Regions from separate parts of the Oryctolagus cuniculus genome. Here region 2 is linked to region 1. The links are chromatin contacts, called in public Micro-C maps. All regions are on one chromosome and are shown on one strand. The core of a region is the stretch at or near the end of the contact, and the rest is flanking DNA. Distances in the headings are between cores, read along the strand shown.

Evidence for each region. A called contact is a pair of places that touch in the nucleus more often than the background predicts.
Region 2: a contact with region 1 is called in a Micro-C map of ear pinna, with 4 times the contacts expected there. The contact joins two enhancer-like sites. A contact is called at or near these places in 4 of 6 Hi-C or Micro-C datasets (ear pinna, psoas muscle, skin fibroblasts and 1 more).

Annotation. Positions count from the first base shown.
Region 1 is chr7:57,314,407-57,319,445 of mOryCun1.1, forward strand. The region is part of intron 2 of LOC108177686 (a long non-coding RNA gene); the gene reads left to right. Among named protein-coding and RNA genes, the nearest start is that of LRIG2, 29 kb to the left of the region's middle. Within about 2 kb of position 2,980, at least 3 of the 8 cell types and tissues checked have an H3K27ac peak or open chromatin away from gene starts, as enhancers often do. A contact at or near this core is called in ear pinna, where this site is marked.
Region 2 is chr7:57,448,329-57,453,367 of mOryCun1.1, forward strand. No RefSeq gene overlaps it. Among named protein-coding and RNA genes, the nearest start is that of SLC16A1, 59 kb to the left of the region's middle. Within about 2 kb of position 2,348, at least 2 of the 8 cell types and tissues checked have an H3K27ac peak or open chromatin away from gene starts, as enhancers often do. A contact at or near this core is called in ear pinna, where this site is marked.

The sequences.
Region 1 (5,039 bases), core at 1,730-4,229:
GTGGAACGCATCATCCCACTTACACCTGATTACACAGCCAGGAGTTCCAAGACCTCACCAGCCCGGGGCCGCAGAACCAGGTCATACGCTCCTTAGTATACACATTCCAAGGACTCCGAGTCATTCTCTGCTGAAAATGAGAAGCTGATCCTTACCAGATTTCCCTTTTCCTTCTGGTTTGTTTGTGGCAGGAAGCCTGGATGTTGCTGGCATTTGCAGTTTTCCTAAGAAAGCCTGCCAGGGGCCAGGGCAGGTGGTGGTGGGGACGGGTGGAGGCATGGGAGCCGTTGTGGCTGAGTTAAGTGGCTGCCTATAATGCTGGCATCCCACATGGGCGCCAGTTTGAGTCCTGGTTGTTTTACTTCCAATCCAGGTCACTGCTAATGTGCCTGGGAAAGCAGCAGGTGCTTGGGCCCTGCCACCCGGTGACGTGGGAGACCCAGATGGAGTTCCTGGCTCCTGGCTTCAGCCTGGCTACCTTGCAGGCATTTGGAGAGTGAACAAGATGATGGAAGACTCTCTTTCTCTCTCCCCCCGCCGCCCCCCCTTCCCCCCGCCTCTCTCCACACTTGCTGCAGCTCCATAGCTGAAGGTCACCTGTCACAATCTGCCTGACACTGCTACTGCTCTTCCCTGGGTGAGTCTCCCCAAGCCTGCACCCAAGCTCTGCTTTTACTCTCCAAAGAACACTTAAGACCAACTAGGGGGTGCAGAAGCAAAGCCTGACGGATGCGCTAAGGATCACAGAAAATGACACTAAACTGGACGGGAAGCACCACTGCTCCCCAAGACCGTTTGCCCTCACCCTGCTTTAGAGGACAACCTGCCAGAGCGGGGTTCTTACGTCTGTGACCTGTGCCATCACACTGGACCTCACACTTGAAGGGGACTCTGGGGGCCGGCATTATGGCGTAGCAGGTGAATCTGTCACCTGGGACACCCATATCCCTCATGGGCACTGGTCCCATTCCCGGCTGTTCCACTTCCGATCCAGCTCTCTACTAATGCACCTGGGAAAGCAGCAGAAGATGGCCCAGAAGATGACCCACACGGAAGAGTCGGAAGAAGCTTTGGGCCATCTGGGGAGTAAACTAGTGCATGGAAGATCTCTCTGTCTCTGTGTCTCTCCTTCTCTCTGTATAACTCTGATTTTCAAAATAAATAAATGTTTTTAAATTAAAAAAAAAATTACCCACTATGCCACAGTGCCAGCATCCCATATGGCCACCAGTTCAAGTCCCGGCTGCTCCACTTCCGATCCAGCACTCTGCTGTGGCCTGGGAAAGCACTAGAAGATGGCCCAAGTCCTTGGGCCCCTGCACCCGAGTGGGAGACCCAGAAGAAGCTCCTGGATCCTGGCTTTGGATCACCTCAGCTCCAACCGTTGCGGCCATCTGGGGAGTGAACCAGCAGATGGAAGACCTCTCTCTCTCTGCCTCTCCTTCTTTCTCTGTGTAATTCTGACTTTCAAATAAATAAATAAATAAATCTTTTTAAAAATTTTTTAAATTTATTTGAAATCCAGAGGTAGAGAGAGAGAGAGGTATCCTGCATCTGTTGGTTCACTCCCCAAATGACCACAACAGCCGGGGCTGGGCCAGGCCGAAGCCAGGAACCAGGGGATTCTTCTGGGTTTCCCATGTGGGTGCAGGGACCCAAGCACTTGGGCCATCTTTTGCTGCTTTCCCAGATGCATTAGCAGAGAGCTGGATTGGAAGTGGAGCAGTGAGGTCTCAAACCAGTGCCAAAATTGGAGACCGGCGCTGTAGATCACAGCTCAACTTGCTGCACCACAGCACCGTCCCCAATAAATCTTTCAGGAAAACAAACAAACAAACAAACAAAAAAAAAAAAAAACAAAAGAAGAAGAAGGGGCTTCAGGCTTAATTGAATATTCCACTATTACCATCTTGAGATTCTTAATTTTAGAATGAGGGGCACTGCATGTATTTGTGTTTTGTACTGGGCCCTGCGAATTATGTAGCTGTTCGTGCCTTCTCATAACCATTCTTTTTCACTTGATCTCTGCCTGTCTGTGTGCGCAGAGACCAGATCACCTCTCTGCCAGCCAAAGTGCCCGCAATCCTGCCCCTTCTTGGACCTCTGGTCCAATTCCAGGCATAAAATTGCTCACAGGGAATTACTTATGGGAGTTGAAATTGCCCTTCAAGGATCATGACCTCAAGGCAGTGTAGCAGATGCTCTGATTTTAATACATGTAGATAACCAGCATATATTTTGGGTCACACAGATAAATGTATCCAAATACAGTGGTCCAGAGAGCCAGATATTTGGTCCCAGACAGACTGAAAACCAAGCAATCAGGTTTCCATCCAGAAGTGTTTGTCTTGGGTGAAGGGCCTGGTGTAGGTGGACTCACCCCGTGTCGGGCATGGTTCGGGGGGATGTCAGGGTGCGGCCAGAAAATTCTCAAGGACCTGGCTCTTCACCCTCTCTGCCTGCACTCTCACCCCCACCCTCCCCTCCCCCCACCCAGCTCTTAGAGGGCAGTTTAAGTAATTTTCCAGACCTGGCCATGAGGGTATCTCCCCAGCGGGAGCCCCTCGCTCTACAGAAGTCCCAAGAGAGGGGGCGGGGTTGTGGGACCAGCCCCAGGCCAGCTGCAGGCCGAGCTGGCTGGGAAGGAGCAGGGGAAGGAGGTAGCAGGAAATGGGTCACTGCCCATGGCTGGCAGGAGCCACTGCTGCGCCTGAGCTTTTCTTCTGGGAACAAATCTTTGCTCTCTCCACCGGTGACCCACATGAACCAGCCCTCCCCGCTGCCATAAAGTGGGGCAATAAAGTTGGAGAGAAGGGCTGACTCCACAGCTGTGGGGCCAGAGTTCCCTGGCAGAGGAAAGACCCAAAGACAGAGGGCTTTCACCGAGACAAAGGAAACAAAGCGAGCCTGAGACAAGGAGATTAGGAAAGAAAAGGAAAACTCTGGGCTGGACCCTCAATGCCCCTCAATGCCCCACACCAAAGAGTCCTATCGCTTTTGCTCTTGCCTGTGCCTCTCCCTGTTTTAAACACTCTTCCTGCTCAAGGTGACGGTGGCAGGCAGGCTGCGAGAGGGTTGCAGAGCCAGCGCAGGCTCTGAGCCGGGAATCCTGGGAGCCAGGGAGCTCTTGGCAGGACCCCACTGTTTGTCGGATGAGTCCTGGAAACATCCGCAGATTGGCTACGGCCTCTTTTCCTGCAAACAAGATTCTTCGCAGCCTGAAGTGGGGACCTCATGACTTTTTGGCCTTGGTCACGTCCTCTTCCCCACCCGGGCCCCAGAGACTCTTCCTCTTTTCCTTGGCAAGCTGTGGCCCCAGAGCGTTATTTATCCATCGGCAGCAGAGGGCGATCAGGCCCCGGAGAGTGACCGGGGCAGCTCCCGCCGTGTGCTTCGGCTGCTAATGACTTGCAGCTCCATCAACATAAAGCTCAACTTTTCACAAAGGAACATTGTCACGGAGCATTTTCCTTTTGGTTCTTGCAAGCTCTGCTGCCTTAAGTAACCCCGTCCCCCTCCCTCCCGCCTTCATTCCCGCTCTCTTTCCTCTCCTAACCTCTGGGAAGCGGCAGGAAATGAACGAGATCTACGGTGGAGAAAAACAAAGCCCAGGGCCTTGCCAAGGGAAACCCCAGGAAAATGAGCAAGCGCCATTAGCAGCTGTGGGAGATGCAGGCAGCTCTGTGTGTGTGTGTGTGAGTGTGTGTGTGTGTGTGTGTGTGTGTGTAGTGAGGGAGGCAATGGGTGTGTATTCCATTTATCAGTACTTTTCAAACTTTTGTATACTTACAGATCACCTGGCAGGCTTCTTAAAAAAACAGCTTCCTGGGTGCCACCCAGAAATTCTGATTTACTGGGTCTGGGGTGGGACCCAAGAATTTGCATTCCTAACACTTCCCTAGTATTCTGATGATGCCAGTGAGAACTACATTTTGAGTAGCACAGCCCTATACTGAGCTGGGGGGGGGGGGGTTGCGTGGGTAGAATCCTGATAAGATGACTCCCCCAGAACAGTACGTCCAGATGCTCTCCACACCAGGCCAGAAGACCTCATAGATGGCCAACTGCTGGCCCCTCCCCTTGCAGAAGGAGCAGAGAATGCATGAAGCAGAGCATTGTTTGCAGAGGGATGAGTTCAGATAACAGGCGCCCTCCCCTGGAGTGTTCTTTTTATCCAGGGATCAGGAGAATCCCAGCACCCCACTCCACCCCTTACCCCCCACCCACCCCCACCCCGCCATGGACACTCTACTGCATACAGACGAAGACCTTGCTGCCTGTCCTCCTCTTCCCTGGCACTCCACGTCCAGAGCACCTGCCAGACCCCAGAACCCCAGAGTCACAGAGGCTGGTGGCATGAGCCGGCAAGGTAGACATTAGCCTCTGTGTGTGAGAGAGACTGATCCAAAATGGGAATTTCTGTGCAATTGAATGAAGAAAGAAAGGCACAAGCAAGCCTTGAAAGTGGACCAGTGTTTGCATGTCAGAAGTCTTGGAACCTTGTTAGGTGGGTCCCAGGGGCAGCTTAGAGGAATCTTCCCTGCCCTGCACCAAGGGGCAACTACCAGGTCCAGGAACACCATGCTGATAAGTCCCGGGAGGAATTTCACAAATTCCATGCTCTTGAAAGCCCTCTGTCCACCAGTATCCCAGAAAGGGGAGTGGGAAACACTGGGCCACGGCCACACCCATATCTGTAAAAACTCCAGTCTGAATGCAGGCTGGGCCCTCAGTTCTTTCCCGAGATGCCTGCCTGGTCCGTCAGGTGCATTCTGTTCATTAATCTTGGCTACCATGCTTACCACTACCTTCTGCCTCACATCTGGAATTCTTTTCTTGCGTAAACGTGGAAACCTCCAAGCAGCCTTCTCTTGTAACACCTCCCCCTTGCTGGGACGGACACTACTACATGCAAATGGAGTCACCTTCTTTTTTTTTTTTTTTTTTTTTTTTAAGATTTCGTTTCTTATTTGAAAGGCAGAGTTACAGAGAGGCAGAGGCAGAGAGAGAGAAGTCTTTCATCTGCTGGTTCACTCCCC
Region 2 (5,039 bases), core at 1,098-3,597, 130 kb after region 1:
CATCCACTCCGTGCCTGCTTGCAGGTGCACCAGCAATCAGTAGGCGCCGGGACTGGGGGAGTTCACCTGGATGGCGGACTCTGGGGGAGAGATGGGCGCTCAGGGTGGGCAGGGGACAGGGACAAGCTTTGGCCTGGACCTCTCTGCACCATGCCCTCTCCCTCTGACTCCAGCATGGGAGGAACTTGACCCCCGAGGTTAGAAGAGAGAAAAGGAAGCGACAGCAGCAAGGCCTTCGACAGAGCCCTGTTGGAACCAGAGCAGCCACCCCGGCCTATGTTGCTCGGGGAGGCTGAGCTCTGTGTTCCTGCTGCTGCCTGCCTGCCTGGTACACACAGGTGCCAGCTGTCCAGTAAGCAATCTTGGAACCGAGACACTTCCCCAGAGGTCTCCCGGGAGCAGAGATGCTGAGCGGCTTGCTCGCTGTCACACAGGGAGGGGACACGGGACTGCTCTCATCGCCTGGGTGTCAGAAACTGACAGTGACAGCACTTAGCACCGATCAAGGGTTTCCTATTTATTTATTTGAGAGAGACAGCTAGTGAGAGAGAGCTCCCATCCATTGTCTCACTCCCCCAAATTCCTGCAACAGCCAGGACTGAGCTTGGCCAAAGCCAGGGGCAGGGAACTCAATCTAGGTCTCCCACATGGCTGGCAAGGACCCCTCAGTGTGGCCTCCCAGGGTCTGCGTTAGCAGGAAGTGGAAGTGGGAGTCAAGGACTGAACCCAGGTTCGCTCATGGGATGCAGGCATCCCAATGGCTTCGAGGCCAAATGCTTGCCCCTCCTTCCAACTGCTGAATCCTCACACTTCTGCCAAGAAATTATTCTTTCCATTTTGTGGATAATGAAACTGAGGTTGAGGGAAATCAACCCTGCTCCTCAGGGTCACATGGCCTCCAGGCAACTGAACTGATCATCTGGGCCTAATAACAAAGATTCTTTTGTTTTTCAAATGTTTATTTTCATCTACCTGAAAGGCAGAGCAGCAGGAGAGAGGAAGAGAGGGAGGGAGGAGGGGTGGAGGAGGGAGGGAGGGAGGGAGAAGGAGAGATTCTGTCTACTAGTTCACTCCCCAGTGCTTGCAACAGCCTGGGCTGAGCCCAGCTGAAAGCAGGAGCCAGGAACTCCACCTGGGTCTCCTATGTGGGTGGCAGGGACCCAGCTACCTGGGCCATCCTCTGCTGCCTCCCAGGATGCATCAGCCGGAGCCTGGATCAGAAGCCGAGCAACCGGGACTCAAATGGACACTCCGATGTGGGATGCAGGTGTCACACGTGGTGGCTTAACCTGCTGCCCCGCGATGGCCACCCAGTGCTGCTCCTCTGTGGCTATCCGGTCATTAAGACTTGCTCCCCGGATGCCCGGCTCCCTGCCATCCCGCTGCTTCCTGGAGAAGCCAGGTCCCAGGAAGATGCCTTGTATCAGGCTCCTCTTGTGACCCTCGTGGGCCCAGGACTGGAAGCTGAGGGGGAGGCCTGCTGGGAGCAGTCTGGCCAAGGAAGAGGAACAAGCCTGGGGAGTCCTCGACTCCTGGGGCTGTTTGCCTGTTCTCTCTGCCCCGGGAGGAGCTCTCCTGGACACTGCAGAGTTCTGCTCTTGTCCCCACCAAGCTCCAGAACCCCCCGGCCTCCTGGGCTTTGCTCTCCTGCTCCCCGTCTGGCTGTGAGGAGCCTCAGGACTTCCTCTGCCCCTGCCCTGGGACCCTGTCCAAAGCCTCAGCCTCCAGGCCCGAGGCTCCCGCCCTGGGTTTAATTTCCACCAAGTCTAATGCCCTCAAATCCCCGGCTGAGACAGCAGGCCAGGGTACGGCCTGCAGAGCTTACTCATGTGAAGAGGCTGTCTGGTGACCACTGTGGCAGCGAGGCTGGGGGAAGCCTCCCCACCCCCAGACCTGGGCTCCCTGCCACTCTCCTCCTGTAGCTTTCAGAGGGGGAGAAAAAAAAAAAGTTTAGGTCTCAGCTGAGAACAGTGCTATTTCTTGGGTCACAAGACCTCAGCTGTGCCCCTGGGCAAATCTTAGTGACAACAGATCCTTGAGTGACAAAAATGGTCAGGCTCCAGGGCTTGGCTGCTGCTGAACATCTGACCCCTGCTGGGACGGGAACCACCACTTGGAGGCTGGCGGGGGGGGGGGGGGGGGGGGCACAAACCCAAGGGGGCACCCCCCCCCGGCGACGCCTAGGGGCCAGGGCTGCGGGGGGGCGGGGGGGGGGGCGCCAGCAGCTCCGCTCTGTCTGCCCCGGACTGCCTCTGCTGGGAAGGCCTGAGTCCCACGGGCTGGACATTGCCTAAGGTTTCCTCCTTGTCCGCCCCAGCCTCAGCGCCCCGCCCACCGCACCCTTCTCCACGCCACTGTATCCACCCCTGTGCTGGCCACACCCGACGAGGCGCACGCCTCCGTGGCCAACACCACCTCCCTCCCCACGCAGACCGCCCTGACCTTCAGAGCCATGCACGTCGCAAGGCCTCGAAGCCGCCCGTGTTTCCAGCGGCCGGTGGGCCCTCATTCCTGGGGGACACCCAGGGAGAGGGGCCAGCCTGGGCGCGCTGGAGGGTCTCTCCCCAGCCTCCTGCCCCAGATGCGGCAGCGCGGGGCGCCCTCGTGTGGGCCGGAGCGGCCCTGCAGCCTCGCCCTCGGCTCCCCGAGCACCCTGGCTCCACTGCCTTCCATGGCTTCGTCGGTACAGTGCGGGCATCGGGCCCTGCTGGCGTTGTGGTGGGGACTTCGTGAGTGCCGAGGCAATGGAATGAGCGTCCTTACAGAGAACCTGGCTGCGCTGGCCGTTCACTTAGCTGAGCTTCCTTCCTGCTTCTCTCTCTCTGCCTCCCCACGCAAAAGGCCCTTCTTCAAAGAAGTGAAAAAGACAAAAAAAGAAAAACCCAAACCTCTCACGCCAGCGGCAGTTCTAGGTTCCGTGGGCCTTCACAGAGCACCAGTCGTCTGCCCTTCCGGGTGTTAAAGGTGTAGGCGCCATGGGCTGGGACTCCTGCTCCCCGCCCCAGAACCCAGGCCGAAATGGAGTCCCTGTGTCTCTGCCCTTGTAAGAAGTCGGGACCGGGAGAGTGACAAGGGCCCAGCACTAAACAGGCTGCTTGATAAGGAAGTCCCCTCTTACTTCCACTTTGGAAAGTAACCTTGAGACAACCATCCACTGTTGTCTTTATTTATTTGAAAGACAGAGTGACAGAGAGAGAGAGAAAGAGTGCTGGTTCACTCTCCAGATGTCCGAAACAGCCAGTTCTGGGCCAGACTGAAACCAAGAACCAGGAACTCCATCCTGGTCTCACACATGGCTGGCAGGGACTCAAGTAGTTGGGCCATCTTCAGTGGCTCCAATCCTCTCTGCAGGAAGCTGCATTGGATAGAGAGTAGCTGGGACTCAAACAAGCACTCTGATATAGGATATGGAGTTCCCAAGCAGTGGCTTAGCCCATTGCACCACAAAACCCACCCCAACCAGCCACTTTGGAGATAATGAATTAGTTAACTCACTTTGGAAGCAGACAGACAAACAGAAAGAGAGACAGAGAGAGCTTCCATCCCTGGGTCACTCCCCAAATGCCCCCAACAGTTGGGACTAGGCCAGGCCAAAGCCAGGAGCCCAGAACTGAATCGAGGTCGCTACGTGGGTGGCAGGGACCTAAGTACTTGAGTACACCTGCTGACTGCTGTGTTAGCAGAAAGCTGGGGTCAGGAGCCAGAACTGAACCCCCGGTAACTCCACGTGGGACACGGGCATCCTCTTAGGCTAAACGCTCGCTCCTGGAGTCCCCGTTTTCTTCTTTATTTCTGCTTTTCCCAGCCCCTGTCTGTCTACAAGGGCAGCCTCCCCGCTCAGCTCACTGGAATGCTCACCCTATGTTACAGAATGAGTGTTGCCAGATTCGAGAATTGTGAATGAAAACCAATTAATCTATAACTACATGTGTTGTAATTTTCTCTCTCGACACGTGGAAGTCCAAAAAGGAAATAGGAGGGGTGGGCGCTGTGGAGTAGCAGGCAAAGCCGCTGCCCCTGTTGTGCCGGCATCCTATATTTGCTCCACTTCCAGCCCAGCTCCCTCATGCGCCTTGGAAAAGCTTCGGAAGATGGCCCATGTGCTTGGGCCCCTGCACCCACATGGGTAGCCTGGAGAAGGCTCCTGGCTCCTAGCTTTAGCCTGGTCCAGCCCTGGCTGTTTTGGCCATCTGGGGAGTGAGCGTTCTGTGTCTCTTCCTCTTTCTAACTCTTTCAAAATTAATTAATTAATTAAATGTTTAAAAAAAGAAAGTAGAAGTTTAAAATTTAACCCAAGCCCCTACACGGTAGAAATACTACCTCTTGGAACCTTTTGTTGATAAGCAAGAGGCTGACTTAGGATGCCCCTCCCTTAACTCCATTGCAGCTAACCCCACTGCCAGCCCAGACCCCGGATCCCGGAGAAGGCACACAGGAGGCAGACTCCCCCCCCCCCCAGACTAACGCCCCTCAACTGAGATCCTTCAGAAAACCAGGGAGCTGCCTGCAAGCAGCATTTCGGAAACACTGGCCTGGACCCACTCCCCACCCCCACCCCCAGCCACCTCGGGGACTGTTCTTGCCCAGCTGTTAAAATGCAGTGGGAGGAGCAGGCATTTCAGGTCCAGTTAAGTTACCTCTCAGGATGTCTGCATCTCCTATCAGAGTGCCTGGCTTTGAGTCCTGGTTCTGCTTCTCATTCTAGGAGTCAGATGGGTTAATAGATAGTCAGGGGATCCCAGTGGAATTTGGGGTGTAAAATACTTGCTTCCTTCCCCAAAGCTTTATCTTTAGCAAGAACTAACAGGCCCCTTCCTACCATGGGAATAGCAAGGGAGCTCCTCCTGAGTTCACAGTTTATTGTGAAAACAAGTTATCTATCCCACCCTTAGCTGGCCAGACAAGGTGAAGAATTCTAAGTGGGGTCTTTTGATGATTTTTGTTCCCGCCTGGTAACCAAATGCCAATCTCATTTTTTTTTTCTTCTTAATTGTACTTAAAGCCGACTGCCACCAGTCCCCTTTGGATGCCCCTGCTTC